Linked DNA regions of Bicyclus anynana: region 1 is linked to region 2. The links are chromatin contacts, called in public Hi-C maps. All regions are on one chromosome and are shown on one strand. Each heading gives the region's core, a stretch centred on a gene start, on an enhancer-like site or on the middle of the called end of the contact. The rest is flanking DNA. Distances are from core to core; before and after follow the strand shown.

Region 1 (6,111 bases), core at 381-2,880, 140 kb before region 2:
CAAAGATGGGAGGATGACCTCAGACAGACAGCAGGAGACACATGGAGAAGGAAAGCAAGAGATAGAGAAATATGGAAGTGTCTGGAGGAGGCCTATGCCCGAGGGCAAGCTGAAGAAATGAATCAGTGTCAATGATATGTTGTAATAATATTTTGTTTATAAATTCAGCAAATAAAGGCTTTATTATTATTATTATTATTATTATAAAAATAAAGTTAATTTTTTTTAGGCATTGATTGTCTAAAAACTTGCAATTTGTTCGGTCTCAAATGCTGAGTATAATCAGGGGCACAATTATCCGCCCTCATTAATATGACGAGAGTATATTACCTTGGAAAAGACCAAAAATAGATAGAAGTGCCTATCTTCTCGGAGTCAACCAGGTGATCATCAACTAAGCTCTGAACTACCTCTTTCACTGATTGCATAGTTATTCCTTTCTCTTTGGGAGCTATTTTCTCTAATTCCTGGAAAGAATGAAAATTCATGTAACTTTACCCTTATTTTTTGGTCGAATTTGACTTGTCTACAAATAGCAACAAAGGGGTTGATTAAGAACTGAAGTACCTTTAGTTGAAAAAAGTCCTTGCTTTTATGGAATATCTCCAACATCCTGATTTTCTTCTCATCAGCGCTCAGTCCTCTTTTTTTGGACATCTCTCAATATCTCTATTCTTTGCTCACTAATACTCAATGCTGAGTAATATATATACTTATCTAGCTATCTATATAATATTAGCTCTATTGACTTCTGTATGCAGTAATACTCAATATGTCTTCTTTCCTCAGTAATATCTATGTTCATCTATCTATCTATTTACCTATGTTTGCTCTATTGTCTTATGTACTCAATAATACTCAATATTATGTCTTTCTTTCCAGTGATCCAGCGATGAAACAGTTCTTGCTCCACCTGGATGAGACACTCGCACTCGGCAGAAAGTTTATCCTTCAAGACCTGGACGAAACACATCTGTTCATCTCGTCTGACATTGTTGACACACTGCAAGCCCGAGTTGACGACTTGATGGACCAACTCAGTATTCCAGTGCACGATAAAGGATTATAATTTATTAATTTCATAAAGTAACCAGTAAGTCAGGTCAGTCGTTTTATCCCTAATTTGTAAGCTGAATGTGCAAATTTAAAAAAAAATCATATTAAATTTGAGTATATTAAATGTGTGAAGTCTGCCAATTGGGCCAGCGTGGTGGACTATTGGCTTAACTCCTCTCATTCTGAGAGGAGGCTCGTGCTCAACAGTGAGCCGAATAAGGGTTGATAACGAAATTTTTTATACTTCCCTCAAATGTAAAAATATATTCACTTACAAAGTACCTAATACGATTTAAGTAATAAATATACCTGTATATTTAGTTTATCTTTCAAAAGTTCTTGTAAACTAAGCCAAGTTGGATTTTGCTTTTACAATGCCTACCCTAGTTAAAAATGTTATGAACGCCACTGAGAACTTCCTATTTATGTATGAAAAATTAACTGTATATTATATGTCTGACTGTGTGTGTGTGTATTAGTAATAGAAAATTCCAGTTGATGTGTCAAATTGGTATTGCTGGTTATTCAAGCTAACATTTTATTTGTATGTGTGTTACAGAACAAGCCACAAAAATGTCTACAAGAGAGTCGGGTAGAGTCAAAGATGTAGAGAAAAGGAGAGTTTTAGACGATGCAGCGAGAAAAAGGAGAGCTCGGAAAGCTGTTGAAGCATTGGAACAGGATAACTTCCACGAAGACCCGCATGCTGACCTGGTTATGTCAAAAAAGGTGCCCAAATTTGCAGATTCCAATGAAAAACCGACAAGAAAGAAAAAATCTAAAAGTGCTGAGTATTACAAAATGAGATTCAGAAAGACATTTGCTCAGTTAGTCGAGGAGGATGCAAGTTTCAGACCGGATCCACCGAACTACTTGTCGGCTCAAGTTGGACCGTCCAAGTGAGTACTTTACAATTTCATATGTATTTAAGGTTGAGGTACGGTAGAGGTAATGTAGGGGTAGGGTAGGAGTAGGGTAGAAGCAGGGTAGGGTAGGGATAGGGAAGAAGTGCATCATAAGTGAAAGAGAAGCTTGAGCGGGTCCGCTAGTTATACTATAAAATTAAGTAAATCTGATCATGCTTCACAACATTTCGGCAATGCATTGTCTGTGTCCTAAGAAATATTTGATTGTAAAACTTTTATTGTAATGACTGTTTTTTGCCCGAATAAATAAAAATAAAAAAAAAATAACAAGATTGTGGAAATAATTTCAATTAGTATTGTTTAGAATGACTATTTATTATTTTACGTCTGATGAGTAAAATATACAAAAAATAGCTATAATTTACTAAATGTTTGATACAAATAAAATGAAAGCAATATTACAGCCTTGTTTGGGGTACTCAATTTATATTAAATGCAAATATTACAATTTGTAAAATAGCAAAGCTTCTTCATTAAACATAATATGTAAGCTTATTTACTAACTGATGTTTATATTCTTTTGTTCATACAAATAATTATATTTATTGTTGTAATCTTAAAATCATGAAATTTATACACCTAAAACAACGAGATTTTTTATGATAATGAGAAAAATCTTTACAATATAATCTCTGACATCCTAGTTCTAGAATATTTATCATGTTGTTTAACGTAAAAACACCTTACAATTGAACTTTATGTAAGTAATAACACTTAAAGAGTAGAAAATTGTATTAAGAAAATGTAAAATCATTCTTTTTCAGATTTCCCGACCGCCATTTCTGCGCTGTATGTGGATTTCCATCTAACTATACCTGTATATCCTGTGGTGCTAGATACTGCTCCGTACGATGTCTTGGAACACACTTGGATACGAGATGCCTCAAATGGACTGTCTAAATTATTTACTTATTAACAATTCTGCGCAATTATTAATATTAGATTCGAATAATCGCAAGCAATAAAGTAATTGTCAACAGTAGGTTATTTTTATTTCCCGCTAAAAGTTGTCATAGACAATGTAGAAAAACGGCGCCATCTAGCTGAAGAATGTTCCAAGCCAGATACTCTACGCAGCGCCATCTAGTGGTGGAAGTTGGGTTTCAAAAAGTTTTCTACCCGTCAATAGGTGGCGCAACAATTAATTTTATGCACGCTCTACACTCGCGGTGCAAACGCTGTGAACTGATATAGGCGTTCGCGGCTTGTTAGTTATCTTCAAAATCTTTCATGAATTCGTCAACAGCCTTCTCGTTGAAAAGTGCAAACCACAAACCAAAATAAACCAAACTGAAATTTTGGAGTCTACGCCGCGAGTGTAGAGCGCACTTTAAATTTTAAAATCAATCTACAGGTGCTTAATAGGTAATCTTTTGTACATAAGCTTTTAAAAATATATCGTATGTACATTGGCGTATCTAGGATTATTTCCTGGGGTGGGCCTACATATCACTGAACAGAGTCGACAGTCGACACTCATTATAAAAATTTCGTCAGCAATGTTTGTGGACGGAAACGACTCGACTTTTTATTATTTTTTTTATCTATGGTATAGGTATCAGAAAAGGTCCTAAAATATTTTTCAAAATCTTTATTACGAAAGGGTTTTCTTTATTAAAAGTTATAATTATTATTATTTGATATTTTGTGTAAAATTATTACTATTAAGGCGTCCATCATAGAATTTCAAATTGAGAAGTCGAGAAGTCTTCTAGACTATTCCCGGCCCACCCGGCCCACCCGCTATATACGCCTATGCGTATGTATTACCAGAATACAATATTTTATTAATTACTGCTCAAATATTACCTATTACTCAGAAAATCCTAAAACTAAGGATTCATTGTACGACTGTAGGTAGGTAGTACTTAAGTCTCTAAGAAAATTAAAAAAAATAGATAAGTAAATTTTTCGAAAAAATAATACTGTTTTGCTCTACACAGACCCAGGATCTGCCACCTACACCGCTACACCACAGAGGTCTTGTATCTGGTCTAATAATGATACGTAATCATAAATTGCACCCAATCGATCCCCCAGCGAAGGACGCTAGGGGCGATCAGAGGCATTAGCGATAATTCAACATTTGTGACAACAGCTGTCTCCGTATCGTTAGTAACATGGCACTAAAATAAAGGGCAGATTGTTTGTAAACGTGCGCAGAACAAATGGGGCTCAAATTGAAATGCCTCATTGTTGTAGCGGTTAACAACTACGACTATAGATTTTGAGGAACCGGGTTCGAGTTTCTTATACAGAGAAGGACACTTAATTTTATTTTAATTTAATTTTATTTTATTTTTAGCCTTTTTATTATAATTTTTATTCAATGACAACTTATACTTATTTTCACCTGGTGGCAAAGATTTTATACTCTTTGCCTGAAGGTTTATGGCGATGCAAGCTTATTTGGAAGAGGTGCAAGTTTAATATAAGAGTCAAATTAATAGGTAGAACTTGTCCTAGGAAGTATGACTACCGTCTAGTAGCATCGCTGTGATTCGGTCTGTATTGTTGAAGGTCTAAGTAAAGGCAAATGAGTCTTTCAGGCCTCAGGGCAGCTGATATTTTTAATAGATTAATAAGCAGGACTTATTAATCTATTAAAAAATAGTGTATTTACTACCTACCGATAAAAAAAAACATATTCTTAATTTAACTTTTTGGCAAAAATTGTGCTCTTTGTGTTATAAATTAATTTATTTCCAATAGGCTTAGTTTACAAGTTAGTGCAAGGCTTATTTTAAGAACCGTGACAACCCAGTGGATATAACCTCTTGCCTCAAATTCCTGAGGGTGTAGGTTCCAATCCGGTACGGGGCATGCACCTCCAACTTTTCAATTATGTGCCTTCTAAGAAATTAAATATCAAACAAACTCAAACTGTGAAGGAAAAACTTCGTAAGGAAACCTGCATACCTGAGAATTTTCGCAATTCTCTACGTGTGTGAAGTCTGCCAATCCGCGTGGACTATTGACCTAACCCCTCTCATTCTGAGAGAAGACTCGTGCTAAGCAGTGAGCCGAATATGGGTTGATAACCTAGTTCAAAGTTTAAAGAACTTTTGTAACCTCTTAAGCGGTCCTGGTTACTGTAGTCAGGAAAAAAAACAAAGGCATGAAAGAGTACCTAATACTACGAGCTACCTATTCCTACTCACGAACGTAAAAACCCCGCGCTAACCGCGACTCCCTATTTTTCAACATCCCACAGAACAGATAAGGGGCAAAGGAGTATTTACACGGAGCCACGTGCCACCTTATCTACCACCCCGAGCAGCTGTGCCATGAGAGAGGTTATTGTGAACCAACAGATGCTAGCTACTTCCTATTTAGGTAAATGTCGGCGTAAATTGTCTGAATTAGTAGCTGTACATGTACATAGAAAAAAGAAACATTGAAAAGACGTTAAAATTACTGTTAAGCTGTTTCCGTTATGCTCCTTGCCTTTTTATTCTTGTAAAAAAAAGTTTTATTGTCTTTGGCAGTTTTGAGCACATGGCAAGGATAATTCTGTAGTTTATTCTTTTTGCCATGTGCTGAAAACTTCGAAAGATGATAATATATCTGATTTAGCTTTCTGTTCTGTGCTGTGACTGGATTTTAAAACTGCATCTTCAGGTACAAATCAGTCTTTGTTATATCTAGACCTAAGCATTTTTAAAATTTTCTCATGAAAAATGCATTAACGATATTCGGATCAAGGAACAATACTTTCAGTTCTTTACTAGCAATTTAAGCAATTTTAAATTTAAATAATAGCTTTCTTAGATATATATAAATAAAAAGATATGTCTATCTACCAACTACCTTGTTGTGTTTTTTGTTATTGCTGTACCTATATGTTTCTTTTAAATATTTTAACCGTACATGGTATAATTTCTTGATTGGTTTAATTTCTTGATTTTACTCTCGGAAAGTTAAAGCTAATAGAAAAAATAAAACAATGAAATATAGTTTTAAAATTCTTTTCTTTATTTCCGTTTATGCGTTAGATCTATAGTTTGCAGCAAATAATACGTGATTCATTTTACTTTTAAAGTCGAACAACCATATTTTTTTTTATAAACAAAGTGACAGAGGCTAAGGGTGTAGAACGCAGAGTCGTGAAGCCAATAAAAAAGATTTA
Region 2 (6,627 bases), core at 3,140-5,639:
ATTGGACGATGACTCCATCTGAGCCTGCTACCTCAGAAAGCCTACATGGCCCAAAATCAATAGTTACCTACCTATATGTAGCATAGCCATCGCATAGGCTATATAAAAAAATTGGCTCTCCTGGAATAGAATTTTTGAAAAATTACCTACTTTAAAAAAAAACTCTAATGGCAGTTTTACAATAGTACAGCAATAGAATAACATGAAATTGCGTAAAAAGCCAACAAATGTCAACGTGTCCGCCACCTGACACGTTTTCCACTTTTTAGCTACAGGTGGGTCGCGAAATGCCGATGCTACGCTCCACTATGATCTAAGTCCTTTCTCAATAGAGCTTACAATAATTATTAGCGTAAAGCTATGTGAGATACTGAGTTCTTCTTTCTTCTAAGAAATTTCAGTTAAATTCTCAGCCCGGAATTGTTGGTGTTACACCCCCGTGCCTTGGAGAGCACTTTAAGCCTTCAGTCCCGGTCATTATCATTAACATCTGATAGTGGTCGTTAATAAATTTAACATTAGCTTAAGCCCACCAACCCAGCGTTGGGTTGAGTCAGCGTGGTGGTTCTAAGCAACTCTCCTATGAGGAGTATTAAATAGGCTGACAATGATAAAAATAGTTTAAAATTATTAGTTTTACAATCTAATTAAAAAAAATGTGTAAAATGTAATGCAAAATTCGGAAAATAGTACCCAAAATAAATAGTGCAAAATTCGGAAAGGAAAAAAAATAATATTGTGTAAAAAACCGGCCAGTGGCGTGTCAGGCGATGCGCAGTGTTCGTAGTTGAAATACCAACAGGTAATGTCGGCTTGCAATGGTGGGTTTTGTTACAAATCACAGTAACTTAAATTACCACTTTAAAACGTAATAATTCACAAAAGAATCTCTAAAACATTTATTGATAACCTCTCCAATTATACCCGACACTACGAATAAACAAGAAAAATACTCATGCTCATTCTACATGTATAGGAGGTACCCCTTAAAACTTTTGTGTACCCCCAAAAACTTTTGTCTGTGTTTTCATTTTACTAGAATATATTTGACGTTATAGAGTTCAAGCAGCAGCTACGCGGATCGCAATGTGGCAAACTCTTTCATATAAATTATTCATTGACTCTAAAAAGTGTATGCAACTGCTACGCGGATCGTAGTGGAACGTAGCGGCGCGTGCGATGCCACCTTGCGGTGACAGGTGAGGTTCGGCGGGAAACGGAAATTCCTCCTGTCGACCGATATACCCTCTTTGATTATATCGGTTAGAAGGCTAACTTAGCTATTAGACAATAGCCTTCAAACAGAAGTCAATGGGCAAGCAAGCTCGTCGCATCTTAGGCCACATCTAAACTTTTGTTTATATTATGTAAGTACCGTAGGCTCCTTAGTGACCTCAGCAGCGTCATCGGGGGGGTTTGGGTGAGCCAAACCCCCCGAAAAGCATCTCCAGATGGAGCCCCGGCTTAGAGGGCCGTTCGGAAAGGGTATTTTGGCCAGAGTGTATCGTATCAATCCGGGCGCCCCCGAGATCGTGAGTAAAAAAGCCCACCAAGTCGTACGAAGCGTTGCGGCTCTTCGATCCGGACCTGCACTGCGAATAGGGTTGCCAGATCAGAAGTTCAAAATATCTTCAAAAAGTCGGGATTTTGGGGCCGGGAGAAATAAAATATTAGACTTTACTAATTCCACTAATTTGGAAGCAGCAGTAAACGATCTAAAGCGGGCAAATAAGATAACCATCTCGAATTTTTATTTTTGAAATATCTGTTTTTCTGGAGATTTTGAGATTTGTCGAGAGTCTGGAGATTACTGAAAATTTCGGTAGAATCCCGACGATTCCCGACCATTTGGCATTGCAAAGTTATGGAAAGCCATTCCAGCTTCCGTTTTCCCCACCACCTACAATATGGGTCCCACCACCTACAATATGGGTATCTTCAAGTCAAGAGTGAATAGGCATCTTCTAGGCAAGCGCGTTCCACTGCATAAAGGCTGCATTATCGCTTACTGTCAAGCATCATTGCAGCCAAGCTCTCGCCTATACATATATTTAAAAAATTCCCGCCGTCGCAGTTCCATATTCCTGGGCGTTAAAATAGGCTGATAACAATGATGTTAGAAGAAAAAAATTTAATAAAAAAAATGCAACCGACTTCAAAACCTAAAAACGTACCCTAACCTAAAAAAGTGAAAAATAACATCATAATATGTTCTACCTGCTGATCAGTATGAAGGCGGTGCTAAGCCGTTTCAAACAAAAAAAGAATTTTTGAAATCGGTCCAGGCGTGTTTGAGTAATCGGTGTACATACATTAAAAAAAAAAAATACCGACTGAATTGAGAACCTCCTCCTTTTTGAAGTCGGTTAAAAAAGAGGTAGATAGGTTATACGCGGACCGTAAGTGGCACATTAAAACTATGCTAATTAGCAAACCTGAGCTCAGTCGCCGCACTGTCATACCGCTGTTGATAACGCCGCTGAAATAATATTTGTGTGTCAGTTGTAAACATCGAATGTGGTACCTGACCTGTCTACTTCTTTTCTTCTTACATCGTTGGCTGATAATAATTGAGGTGACCTCTTCCTTGCTTCTTGTATATTGTGGCAGTAAGCAAAAATAGGTTATTGATGTGGAGTCTATAAATAAAGTAGTGCGATTCAAGCCATCAAGCCATTTCCAGGAACTCGGTGTGGACCGACGGCGCGGCGCCAGCATCGGTCGATAGTGAACCCTACAAACTATAACTAACATTAAAATAAGCAAAGAGAAGTTATTTGACTCATAACAAATTTAAAATAAACAACATTAATTTCGTAGCGAATAAGGGTCCTAAATTTATAAATTAATTATTAAAAGCTTAGGATTTCATAGAAAACTTAATTTAAAAATTGTGAACTTTTTGAATCTTTCCAAACGGTAAAAACGCTGTCGTCCATTTTGTGATGTTACTTGATATCAAGTAGGTACTAAGCCTAAACGTCAAACTAATTAATATTTAAGTACTTTTAATAAATCTGTAGAGAGGTCAATTCTGTACATGAAATATATTTCCAAAATAACTGAGATTTTTGTGTCTGTCTGTCTGTCTATCTTTTTTTTTTCTTTTTTTTTATAAATAAATATACTTAAATAAATATACTTAAACAATACACATCACTATCTAGCCCCAAAGTAAGCAGAGTAGCTTGTGTTATGGGTGCTAAGATGTTGATATTATAATATTAATATACAATTATATACTACATATAAATACTTATATAATGTATAAATACACACAGACACTGGAAAACACCAATGCTCATCACACAAATATTTTCCAGTTGTGGGAATCAAACCCACGGCCGTGGATGCAGAAAGCCGGGTCACTACCCACTGCGCCACGCGGCCGTCAAATTCTTTATGTTCGGTAAAGAAACAAAAACTACTTACTCGACGGATTTTCACGAAACTTGACACGATTGTTCTTCATACTCCTGGGCAGGTTATAGTATACTTTTCATGACGCGACGATCAATAGGAGCAGAGCATTGAAGGGAAATGTTGGGAAAACGGGAGAAATTATCACATTTTTTAAGCTTCCGTCGCGTTTGCAGTCATACTGGGTAGGGCAGGGGTAGGGTAGGGGTAGTTGAAAGTTTACATCGACTTTCACGCGGACGAAGTCGCGGGTGCCCGTTAGTAACTAATAATTTTGTCAAACATTAAACCGTTTGGTTAAGATTTAGTTTGGTTATGGTTTATAATTATATTCTGAGGCTTTAATACAGTCAAACTCGGTAATTCTGTACTTGTAATGGACGGGATAAACAGTTAATTTAGGTACTTAATCCGTTTAATATGCGTCCGCTTATATTGACCAACCGCGTAATATGACGTAATTACACAACAAAGTTTTCATAAAAAAATATTTGTATTAATACAGACGGATAAAACGACTTCGTTAGTGACATGTCGCTTATTATGACTCATTTATAGGAGATTTTATACATTCTATATAAATTTTGTCTCTTTCTAGTGACCGACATGATCTGCTGAATGAAGATGATGAAGCCTTTGGCAATGTTCGTTGATTTGACAGTTGAACGCACAAAATAAAGAATGATCCAGAATGAGTGGTGAAGCCGGTGAACCCGTAAAAAAACAAACGTTACGTTTTTTTAATCTGTGCTTGAACATTACACATTTTTAATGTAACCTGTAAAAAAATGTCATCTCAACGTCTTTTTACATCATTTTAAAAACTACTACTGCCATCTACTGATGAGATTCCCTTGTTGTTCGTTATGTTTATGGTTCTTCTACTACACACTAGATGGCGTAAGAAACATGTCTTATTACAAATTATTTAAATAAATAAACATTATCGTAAGACTATCATATTGTTACATTATAATTTATAGCTAGAATCTATAGAAACTGATAAGAATCAACTTCAATTTTAAGAGTGATTATCTTAAATACACATGACACAACTGAACATAATAACATAGTAGGCGGAACAGTGAGGTTATCTTTTAGACGTTTAGTGAAATAGGTACCGTACCTACTTTTTATCAATAGATAAATCAATTAATTTAAATACATATTCAAGTAATAAAGTATTTTCCCATAAAATATGGCATTGAAACGCGTCCTGATTGTAAACAAGACATACCCTGAAGCGGGAATAAAGTTATTAAAAACCAAGTAAGATTTTTAATCATTATAAAATATTTTTATAGGTACTTGTAGTTGTTATTGATTCATATCATTAATTAGGACATAAAATAAATTCCCTATGTATTTACAAATTATAAAAGTACCCAACAAACCGACCTTTATATCTTTTTTTTAACAACCATAAACCATAGAGCCGTGGAGGATATACCTAATATATTTAAATGTATATTCTTTGATTATAACCCTTAGAACAGATTCAAAATTGCGAATCATTATGCAATATTATTAACGCATCCAAAGGCGTTGTACACACTGTCGAAGATTTCTACAGCTTTGTGTTATTTTTTTATAAATATGTAGGTCTATTACATTTAGACCTTCATCAACAATCATGCATACATAGTGTATTGTATTATATTTTTTAACAATAACATTGATAAAAAATCAAAAAAAGTATGTGTCAGCTCCGACGCACGAATGGAGTTGTATGTTGCCCCGCAGCATACACTCCATACGTCTCAATAATCGCGCCTGAAAAGTGAAAGCTGCGCAACCGAGGAGCAGCAGGCAGCGGGCGCGCCTGACTTCATGTGCACGCTAATATACAAAACAAACAAAAATATTAATTTCTAATTTCTATCATTATTTATTTATTTAACTTTGTGATCATTCAGAATTTATTTCTGAAATCTAATCTAAATCTAATGACGGCAGCGCACGGTGAAAGGTGCGCAGAATAGGTTGCGCATAAAAAACGTAAAGCAGTCATACGTTCTTCGAATTTTCCTGCCCATATTTTTTTCATACCGGGAGTATATAAGAAATATCGACTTTTAGGGAGTAAACTCCATAAGGGACAAATAAATAAATGAGAGAAAAGAATAATGCATACCTTACATATATAAGTTATATTAGAGAACCTCCTACTTTCTTCATAACACACTTTTATTATTAGATTAGAACCTGTCATAATACCACATTTGGATCATGAGTCTGAAAGTATCTTGGAAATAAAAAAAGAAATAGCTACTGGCTTTGATGCTTTAATATGGAACACTAAACATCGGCTTACGGGAGAAATATTGGATTTGGCAGGTAAATGATTTATTTTTTATTTTAATCTATTTGTAACATTCTTCATATTATTTCTTCATATAGTTTGTAACATTCTTTAAATGGGGTAATCTTCGGAACTACTGATCCGATTTCAAAAATTCTTTCACCAGTAGAATGCTATAGTATTTTATATTGGTATCATATATATTAGCCGAGTTAATACAGTTTTTGTCATACAGGTCGGACCGAAAGTCCTCTTAAGCAGACTTATTCGCATGCGCTGCCTTAACCATCGTGTAAAATTGAAATTAATGTATGCCTATTTTCTATTTTTGTCTGTCTGTCTGCCTTTTATTTGATACGCATCACGCTGAAACTACAGAATGAATTCAAATGATACTTAAGACGATTTGAGACCATAATACGTAGAAGGATAATAGGATACTTTTGACGCGAAAACAAAATCAGAAATGGATGAAGTAGGGGTAGAAAGTTTGTACGGAAAGTCCTTTATATTTCTAGGTACATTTGTAAAGGTAAAATGATAAGTGGTCTATTTATCTATACTATTTCTATACTAATATTATAAAGAGGTAAAGTTTGTAAGTTTGTAAGTTTGTCACATTTTTTAAATGGGGTAATCTTCGGAACTACTGGTCCGATTTTAAAAATTCTTTCACCAGTAGAATGCTACATTGTCGGGGAGTGCTATAGGCTATATTTTATATTGGTATCATATATATTAGCCGAGTTATCACAGTTTTGGTCATACAGGTCGGACTGAAAATCCTCTTAAACAGACTTATTCGCATGCGCTGCCTTAACTATTGTGTATAATTGAAATTAATGTATGGAGACTTTATGTATCTTTAAAAGTTCTCTAAAAAGTCCGCGACACCATATATCTAT

The links. Hi-C and Micro-C count contacts between places; a contact is called where the count stands out from the background.
Region 1: a Hi-C map of whole body shows a contact between it and region 2, with 6 times the contacts expected there. The contact joins the promoter of LOC112055219 here to the promoter of LOC112050855 in region 2. A contact is called at or near these places in 2 of 2 Hi-C or Micro-C datasets (whole body and whole larva).

The regions. Positions count from the first base shown.
Region 1 is chr19:2,793,520-2,799,630 of ilBicAnyn1.1, reverse strand. It overlaps LOC112055219 (zinc finger HIT domain-containing protein 1), which reads left to right and starts at 1,630. Exons shown (of 2, transcript XM_024095238.2): 1 at 1,630-1,955; 2 at 2,747-2,961. The coding sequence starts at 1,630. The coding sequence ends at 2,882. It overlaps LOC112055220 (general transcription factor IIH subunit 5), which reads left to right. Exons shown (of 2, transcript XM_024095241.2): 2 at 883-1,093. The coding sequence ends at 1,069. LOC112055218 (meiotic nuclear division protein 1 homolog) reads right to left here and starts at 948. Exons shown (of 5, transcript XM_024095237.2): 1 at 568-948; 2 at 331-467. The coding sequence starts at 657.
Region 2 is chr19:2,657,609-2,664,235 of ilBicAnyn1.1, reverse strand. It overlaps LOC112050855 (glyoxylate reductase/hydroxypyruvate reductase-like), which reads left to right and starts at 4,389. Exons shown (of 7, transcript XM_052887495.1): 1 at 4,389-4,689; 2 at 5,618-5,757. The coding sequence starts at 4,619.